Linked DNA regions of Hordeum vulgare: region 2 is linked to region 1. A link is a contact called in public Hi-C data. All regions are on one chromosome and are shown on one strand. The core of a region is the stretch at or near the end of the contact, and the rest is flanking DNA. Distances in the headings are between cores, read along the strand shown.

Region 1 (4,571 bases), core at 1,249-3,748:
CATGTTGATATGTTTCAATGAAAAAAATTTAGGCAACACTTGCCATGATGTTACACTGTAGTTGCCATTGTATTTACATTAAAGTTGCCATGACATGTTCAATTTACTTTTTTCTTCTAGATTTAAAGCTGCCGCTATATTTTTCAACTATTTTTTACGGCAAATTTTATTGATTGACCATGGTAATTTTTAATAATTAACCACGACAAATTTAATGCATGATCATGGCAATTCTTTAGTAATTCATCAAAATTTACTTTTAAAGGTAGAAGAAAAAATACGTGAAACATATCGGCAACTTCAGTGTAAACACCATGGCAATTCATGTGTAATAGACATGACAACTTTTAACAAAAAAAAGTAGCCGAAACATATCGATATGAGATCTAATTTCGAAGATGTTGGTCGTGATGGATTTAATGATGAAAAGAGATCTTCAATCGAATCTTTTATTTAAGAGATAAAACATTTTAAAAACTGGAAATAAAAAATCTCCAAATACATGCATACGTGACGTAATCTGTGTCATAGGTGTGTGAACGGATGTTACTTCTATCACACATTTTTTTAAGCAGAGTACAATCAAATCGCTCACATACCCGAGCATACGCTCACCCCTATAAACGCACGCACGCACACCTTACCCCTATGAACATCATTTTGAGATTGACGAAGTCGACGCTGACGCGTTCGTTGTCGACGGAAACGTCTTCTCTCACTAAAAGCACATCATCGAAAGAACTGGAATAAATTTATGAAAATACAAGCACCAACGTCAAGTCTATGACTTAAACTGTGATGGACAGGAGATACCACAATCCTTCTTACCATCCAACCACGGGTTGATTTGCTACTTCCATCACACATGCGAGCGTTATCCCGACCCTTTATAATTGGGCCAGTCAAATTTGATTAGAAGAAGCAGGCTCGTCACGGGAAAGGAAGTAAGACAGGAGCAACAAGCGGCGGAGGAAGCAACTCGTCTATCTTAGAGGTGGAGTGGGTTGGGGGCAGCCTTCTAGTCTATCTTTGGGGTGGCGAAGGGTGCAGGTTCGTCGGCATCGGAATTAAAGGTCTGCCGGGGAGCGCCGCCGGCTGCGAGTGGTGGATGCCAGCGGAAGTGGGGTGGTTAGGGGAGGAAGATGAGCCGGAGGTTGAAGAAGACCATCTCGGTGTTGATTTTGCATCCGACGGTTCAAAATGATCAACTGACAACAAAAAAACAGTTTTCAGGCGACTGCCCCCTGCCTATCCCTTGTTTATTTTAGATCTGAAAAATAGGAAGATAGGCTTGTATAAAAAACGAATGAAATACCTTGATTCCAAACACATACGAGCGTAAACGAAAATCTAGAACAACAAGGGCAAAATACAGGTAAACGGAAATATGTACTAGCTCTCGTATCAACATGACATTTTCATCTCCAGTACAAGTCGATCGAATATCGAAGAAACATGAAGCATGACTGTAGACAGCAAATTCACACATAATGCAAGTGATCGATTCTATGGCATCTCGAACGTCGACCGCCACGAGGTGACCGATCTCCGATCCTACCAGTAGTCCTGTCCGTAAAGCAGGCCGGTGCCTACCGTTTGATCATACATGCTCTGGAACGGCGGAGGCATGGCGCCGGCGCCAGCTGCGTAGTCCGCCGTGGACGCCATCGCCGGCGGCAAAGCGCGGCCTCCTGCAGAGGCAGTAGCCCCCGCCGTGGGCGAGGCGCGCCCAAACGAGGAGTAGGAGGAGGAGGACGACGACGAGTAATAGGACGATACGCCCGGGGCGTCGTGGTCGGCCACGTTGGAGTCGCGGCCCGTGAGCTCCTGCACGACGGCTCGGAACTCCTCGGCGCTGGCGGTGAGCATCACGGGGCTTGAGATGTACACAACCTTGATCCCCTTCCCGCCACCCTTGCCCTTCCCGCCGCCCTTGCCGCGATGGTGCACCGGCGGCTTGGAGATGCCGTTGTGCTGCCTGTGGTGCACGCTCAGCTTGTCCATCCCAATAATCTCGATCGATCTGCTCTGCTCCCGTGCGCGCGAGCGATCGAGTACGCACAGCAGCAGCAGTTAGACGAAGCCAAGGAGAGCGCGCGCCTCGATGCGATGAAGCGAACTGAGCGATCAATCAGCTCAACCAAGCTGGTTTAGCTTTTGTTTTTCTTAGGCAAACCAAGCTGGTTTAGCTGCTTTGAGATGAGGAGGTGATGGTGGGTTTTGTTGCTGGAGCCTTATATAGGGCTGCGCGGCCGCAAGATTACAAGGTCCGGTCAGGGAGACGATCTTTGTTTCAAGATATCACCACCGCGCTTCTGTGGCTGTGGATTGGCCCCCGCAGGTTCCCGGAATCCTCCGGATAATAATTTTGTTGTGGGTTCCGGCCGGAGCGAATTGTGGCACATGCGGCTTTGATTGAGCCTTGGGGTCACACCACACCAGTATCTCCTCCCGCAGCACAGCACGGTCATAGGGCGTGACAGTTTCGTGCGCATCGTACCGTTGCTTGAGGAAGTTGGTGAGTGGGTTGATTGGACGACCGGCGCAGGATGATTTTGAGAGAGAGAGGTGAAGGTTCCTGGAAAAGAAGGGCGCGGGAGTTATTGGTCTTGATCGACATAGACGTGGACATCTGGTTACTTTTGTGTGCGTGACCGTTTGTTCACTTGTGCCTAGGATTGTACTGCTAGTATCTGAAACGGGTATAGGCGTCTGTACATGTCGCCTTTCAAACCCTACAACATCTAGTTGCAAGAAGAAAACTACAGCATCTAGGTGGCCTTCCTGTTCCGGTCCACGTACGGCTCCACGGAGAAAATCTGCGTTTGGCGCCGTGGCGATCGGCATCGATCGAGATGTCTCTTTTGTTTCACTGTGTGTACCGCATGCACGTACGTGCATCCATTGTGTGAATTTTCCGTGAAGATACAGTGGAAGGAAAAATGCCTCCTTCCAGACGAAGATGATACACGTCTTTCTAACTGCCAGTTTTAATTGATGTAGCTAAGGTTATTTTAGGATGCATGGGAGGTACTAAACGAACTACAAATTGGTAGGGGAATGCTTCTGCACCGCACCATACAATATCCTCATCAGTTTGAGGTTATAGCTACAAAACCTCAATATACTCATTAATTTTCAGAGGTGCCACTAATTAATTAGATGTAGCAATACGGCTTCGGCTCCAAAAATATATATATATCGAACTTTGGGCTCCAAGAACATAGCTCAACCCACCTACCTGTTGCGGAAAGAATCCAAGTACTGTGTATATCCAACTAAAAATTGTCGAGTCCTTGTCGATCCTGGTTAACGAATTGTTTTCCCGGTCCAAGATTTTGTCTCCGTGTACTTTCAGGATCCCAACTTGTTTAGGGTTAGTGACCCCCCCCCCCCCACCCGCCTCGTGCTGCCTCTTTGGGCGGTGGCCGGGGCAGCTCGTCCGTCTCCTCTCTTTGTCTCCCTCACTTCGTTCTCTCTCCCCCACCGCCGCAGGAGGGCGCCTCTGGATCTAGGTGGATGGTTTCGATCGCGACGAGACCTCCTTTCCTTGTGCGTGGCGCCCTTTATGGGGCTGGGTTCGGCGCCGGTCCGGCGTTCTTACGACATGCACGGTGATGATCTTGTCCCTTGGCAGTGGGACGACATGTTTGCGTTGGGTGGCCGACGACGCGACCCTGGTTTAGATATAGGCCTTGAGGGCCCATCTGGGCCCTTACGGGGCGGCATTGGCGTGGCTTCCCTGCTTGTGGTGCGGCGAAGTGATGGAGCGGCTTGGACGGGGAGTAGCGACTCCGATGACATGCCTTCTGCAGGGTGATGGTAGAAGCTTCACGGACGTTTTACGGCCTGGCCGGGCCTGGTATGCTCCTGTTGTTGCATCCGGTCGGATCACATCGGTGACAAGGAAGCGTGGGCCCAGCCTCGCGTTGACGGTGCTGCTGCTCCGAGTCTCGGCTCCTCTTCTTCGTTGTGTAGATCTTACTGCGTGATGCTGTGGTGAGACAGTGTGGGAAGCTTCAAGACCGTGTTAGCGCAGGGTGGTGGTCCATTTGGTGGCGAGCTCCGGAGCACCCTAAGGGTGCCCACGGACCTTCCTGCAAGGCGTTGGGGGCTACCATTGCTCTCTCCTCGCCGCGTATCAAGAAAAACCCTTGACAACAGCGTCGTTATCATAGTGTTTCTTCTTGAAGGTATTAATTGGTACCGGTGTTTTGGAGTCTTGGAGCTTGATTCGAGATCTATGGTGGACATAGTGGTGGCGAGACATTTTTGTTTTATCAAACCATCGTTATTGACATTTGTTTTTTATTTTCTTTTCCGTTTTTGTTGAGGATAAGTGTGTTGCTTTTGGCCCAGCACATATCATTATCGTTGATTGTATCAGGTGATTGATTTGCAATACAAAACAAAGAAAAGCTTTTTTTCGTGTGTGTACTTGCAGGATCTCTTGTGTTCATCGTCTGGGCCGGCCCGTGCTTCTTCTTTCTGCCGCAGGAGCACGATGCGTGGTCAAAGCTCAAGCTCGCCGGCCTTGTACTACCAACGTAGAACATGATACGTGTCTGGAT
Region 2 (4,571 bases), core at 1,064-3,563, 99 kb after region 1:
GCAAGGCACGAGCCGCATCCTCCACTACCTCGAAGGCACCGGTGGCGGCGGTCCGTCGGGGTCAAGGGTTGTCATGTCCGAGGAGGAATGGATGGTGATGCAATGGAGCACTACGAGCGGCACAACACTGCATGTCGCTCTATGTTTTCCAAGTCGGATGCCGCATCGAAATGGTCTATAACGACCCAGACCTCGTACCGCATGGACCCTCGACCGCTTCGTCACCACTGCAGAGATGGCCACGAGTCACTGCCACCGCCTTGATGGCAAGCTCGCCAAGATCAGGAGTGTCGCTAAGTGACTCCTCCACCAGCACCGCCGGGGGCAAGCCTCTACCATGTCTTTGTGTGCGCCGTCGGCATTGGCCGCGACAACCCTCCGGACCAGACAGTTGGAAGCGGCTCCTTCGCGAGCGCCAAGGTGCGGCCGGATAAGGCTATCGCGGTCCACCAATACCATGCAACCACTGGAGGGACCTCAGCTAGAGTGCGGTCGGGCAGGGTGGCCAAAACTATGAGATGGTCATCCACTACAAGGTATAGGTTATTCTAGTTTTTAGTAAAGCAACTGAAATATCGATCATTTATATAAATTATCAGCAAACTTTAATGAACTACATTGGATTTGCTTAAATTTCATCCGAATAATTTGTATCGTATTTAAAATGTATACGGCTAACTATGAATGGATGGCTCCCGCATCCGTATCCGCAGACTCGTCCCCGTGTATGGAGATGAATGAGGTGTCTGGTTTGCGAACGAGCATTGGAGATGCCCTAAGTGGACCAAACTTGTCGCCTTCAGCCTCTCCAATTTGTTAACTAATAGGTCAACCATGGTTGCGTTTGAGAGCGAACTTTTGATCCGCTAGAAACAATGCGTTTCCACAACCAACATGTAAAAATAGTTGCATCTATTCATCGCTCATCGTACCTTCAAGAGAAAGAAAGGAGGAAAACCCCGGAGACCCAGCTCATGCTCAGCGGCGTGTTTTTCTTTGGAATTGGAAGTAACCGAGTAAACAGTAAACAATGCGTTTCCACAAAGGACCTCCGGCCACAGATCAGTACGCGCACAAGCTAAGACAAAGAGCCGATCCTTTTGTCAATCTGAAGCGCGAAACGGTGCCAGCTTGCTAGCTCGTACTCCGACTACTGTAGTACTCCCTACGTTCCTAAATATAAGCCTTTTAAGCGATTTCACTAAGGGTCTACATACGAAACAAAATAATTGAATCTATATTTTAAAGTATGTCTATATACGGATGTATATAGTCCATTAGTGAAATCTCTACAAAGAATTATATTTAAAAACGGAGGGAGTACTTAGCACCGCGGCAAACCCGGTCCCTAGTCCATGGTTGGTCAAGAACTGTTCAAAGTTTCGGACCGACGGAAAATGTCTCCCCTGACCTGATTTTCGTCAACTGCCTACGACTCAAGCAATGGAAGCAGCATACTTCATTATTGGTGCTCTCCCCTATCTCTCTATCTCGCTATTTTCTACTTCTTCCGTTCCTAAATATAAAATATTGTAAAGATTTTTTTATTATAGACTACATACAGATTTATATAAATATATTTTAGATTATAGATTTATTTATTTTGTTTCAGTAGTCTATAATGAACTCTCTAAAATGTTTTATATTTAGGAACGGAGGGAATAACATATACAAATACTACTTACGACAAGCAGAGGAAATTAGTTCTGTGGTCACCCTTGGTACGTATGATTAACGAACCTAAGCTTTCCATTTCAAAAATGAAAAACTAAGCTAGCTTTGGACGACGGCATAAACTAGAACCTAATCCATCACCGTCATATCCGAAAGAGTCCTGCAAATAAGATGGTTTGTTTAATATGCCTGACCTTCTAGAGGCTGCCGGATTTGATGACTCCGTGTGCAAATAATTTGATGTTCATGTCACAGTCAAAAGAAAAATTGATGTTCATTTCGATGGTAAACTAATTGATGTTCCTGTCATTGAACTTTGTAACTATTAAATGTTCATTTCGATGGTAAACTAATTGATGTTCCTGTCATTGAACTTTGTAACTATTAAAAACTGGACATCTGTTTTATAAGTACTTCCTTAATATTACTTCTTCTGTAAACTAATATAAAAGCGTTTAGTTTACGGAAGGAGTACAATATAAGAAATTTTTATAGCTTTGAAGCAATATTTTATGAAAGGATTCGCTTTTTAGGTGCGGGGTGCGTCCAAATTTGAGGTCATGGGTTAAATGAACCCCGTTATTGGCACAAAGTATCCAGGCCGGCCCAACGTTCAGATTAGCCCAAGGCTTTTCTTCAACTAAGATTTACTGTGTATACCTGCACCGCATCGAGAGCTGTATCTCGCTTATAGCAAGAATAGCTCTCATCTTGCTGAACGTTTTTCCTGATCTCCTGTTTCTGGACCGGCTCGTTTCTATTTCTTTTTTCCTATCATTTATTCTGTTCATTTTTTTCCTTCTCAGTTTTTCCTAATTTTTGTAATTCTTTTTCAATGGTTTCTTTTCTTTTTTGGTTTTACTTTGTTTCTTTCCGTTTTCCATTCTTTCTGCACTAGTTTCATCATTTTTCATTTTCTGTTCCCTTTTTCTTTGGCATTGTTTCTTCTAAAGTTTTGAATTTTTCTTTGTTTCTTTTATTTGCATTCTACATTTAGTGTATGCATCAAGAGTGTTTTTATAATATATGGTCAAAGTATATTTTATATTTATTTTTAGCATTTTTTAAATGCTCAAATAATATATTTTTAAATACTTTATTAACATTTTTAAATACATGATCACATTTTTCTATGCATATTTTAACATTTTTAAATACTGGATTAATAATTTCCAAATATAAGATTATCATTTTATTGAAACATGGTCAACATTTTCTACACACATTTAACATTTCTGAAGGCTTGATTAAAATATTCTAAATAATTATTTAATATGTATTTTTCAAATTCTTAATTAATATTTGCTAAATACATGATCAATTTTTCAACACACATTTTACAAAAAAATTATACATGAGAAACATTTTCTTTATACACATCTAGCATTTTAAAATGCTTGTTAACATTTTATATGGTCAACACTTTTTTTACATGTTTCAAATGGCTGGTTAAAATTTTCCAAATACGAGATTATAAACAAAAGTATAAAAAATGGAAACAAAAATACATGAAAAAAACTAGGACGTGGTCTCCCACGCCACTAGGCAGGTCCATTTAGAGAGAAGACTGACCTAAGAGCATGCTAGGTCTTGCTATAAGCGAGGCGCTACCCCAATTTTTTCTTAACAAAATATACGATGGACATCTAAAAGTTATCCCAGAAAGATATGATAAAAATATCTAGTTTATACTCCCTCCGTCCCAAAATAAGTGCCTTAAGCTTAGTACAATTTTGTACTAGAGCTAGTACAAAGTTAAGACAGTTATTTTGGGACAGAGGGAGTATTAGATAATAGTAAGCATAGGTGATGCAAGGGGGCCATGCAAAAAAATAACAACGGATAATGTGATAACTAGAACCATGGACACACTTATGACCATAAACAAAGAGGAAATTGCTACCAATGTCGAGATATCTTCGCGGCAATACTGATTGAAGTGAATGACAAAACTTCTACTGATTCATAGTTACATGTACAATATATATGAGATGGAATGAACGTGAGGATCTAGAGAGACGGTGGTTCCCGAAGACTCGGAGAGAATTAAAAGATGTTTCGGTTGCAGATGTCAAACGGATGACGAGTGGGCAAGGGGAGAGTTTTGACTAATTAATTTGTACTAACTAATCACAACAATATCCCTAATTTATGCTTGTACATGTAGAATCATCACATGATTGCCCAATTAGTACCATCATCTTGAAAGATCATCCATTGTAGTACCATCACCCGAAAGAATTCTACTTCATAAGTTTTTCAATTAAAGTACTTGACGAGGACACGAAACATGAATTCACAAAGAGAAAGAGGGTAATATGACTCTTTGAGCAGAGGTAGTCCAGGAAGATACTCCCCCTGATTCCTAGAAGTCTTGGAATCTTCGCATACCAATTTAATGAACATATTTTTAAAATGTACAAGTTGGTAGACACTTGGTAAATAAATCAAAAAGATTGTTGCATGATTTAACTTGCAAGATTCTTATTTCCTCCTATTCTTGAGTTCCCCGAGGAAAACAACTTAGGAACATTATGCTTAGTGATGTTGCTTTTGATGTCTTGTTTACATCTCTGCAACACAAGCCACATTATGTGCCTAGATATATGGTAGAGCATTTTCCACATAATTGGCATATGTGGTTTATCATTCTATCGCTCGTGCAGTGACTTCCTAAGCAAACAGTTTTTAACCCCTTTTAGTGATGCAGTTTCAAACCGTCATCTTATCTGTGTGAGTGATAGGGTGGGGGGCTCCATCGCACACGCTACCAAAACTATTTGTGATTTCGGGGAAATCCCACACAATTTAACATAAAAACTATGTACAATTTGAATTAGCATCATATCGAGTTATTTCACAAAAAATGGATGTAATGCACAAGTCATTGCACACTA

The links. Hi-C and Micro-C count contacts between places; a contact is called where the count stands out from the background.
Region 2: a contact with region 1 is called in a Hi-C map of leaf, with 2.7 times the contacts expected there. The contact joins two enhancer-like sites. A contact is called at or near these places in 2 of 6 Hi-C or Micro-C datasets (leaf and seedling).

The regions. Positions count from the first base shown.
Region 1 is chr4H:414,740,518-414,745,088 of MorexV3_pseudomolecules_assembly, forward strand. No RefSeq gene overlaps it. Among protein-coding and RNA genes, the nearest start is that of LOC123450570, 390 kb to the left of the region's middle. Within about 2 kb of position 2,499, at least 3 of the 3 cell types and tissues checked have open chromatin away from gene starts, as enhancers often do. A contact at or near this core is called in leaf, where this site is marked.
Region 2 is chr4H:414,839,283-414,843,853 of MorexV3_pseudomolecules_assembly, forward strand. No RefSeq gene overlaps it. Among protein-coding and RNA genes, the nearest start is that of LOC123448783, 290 kb to the right of the region's middle. Within about 2 kb of position 2,314, at least 2 of the 3 cell types and tissues checked have open chromatin away from gene starts, as enhancers often do. A contact at or near this core is called in leaf, where this site is marked.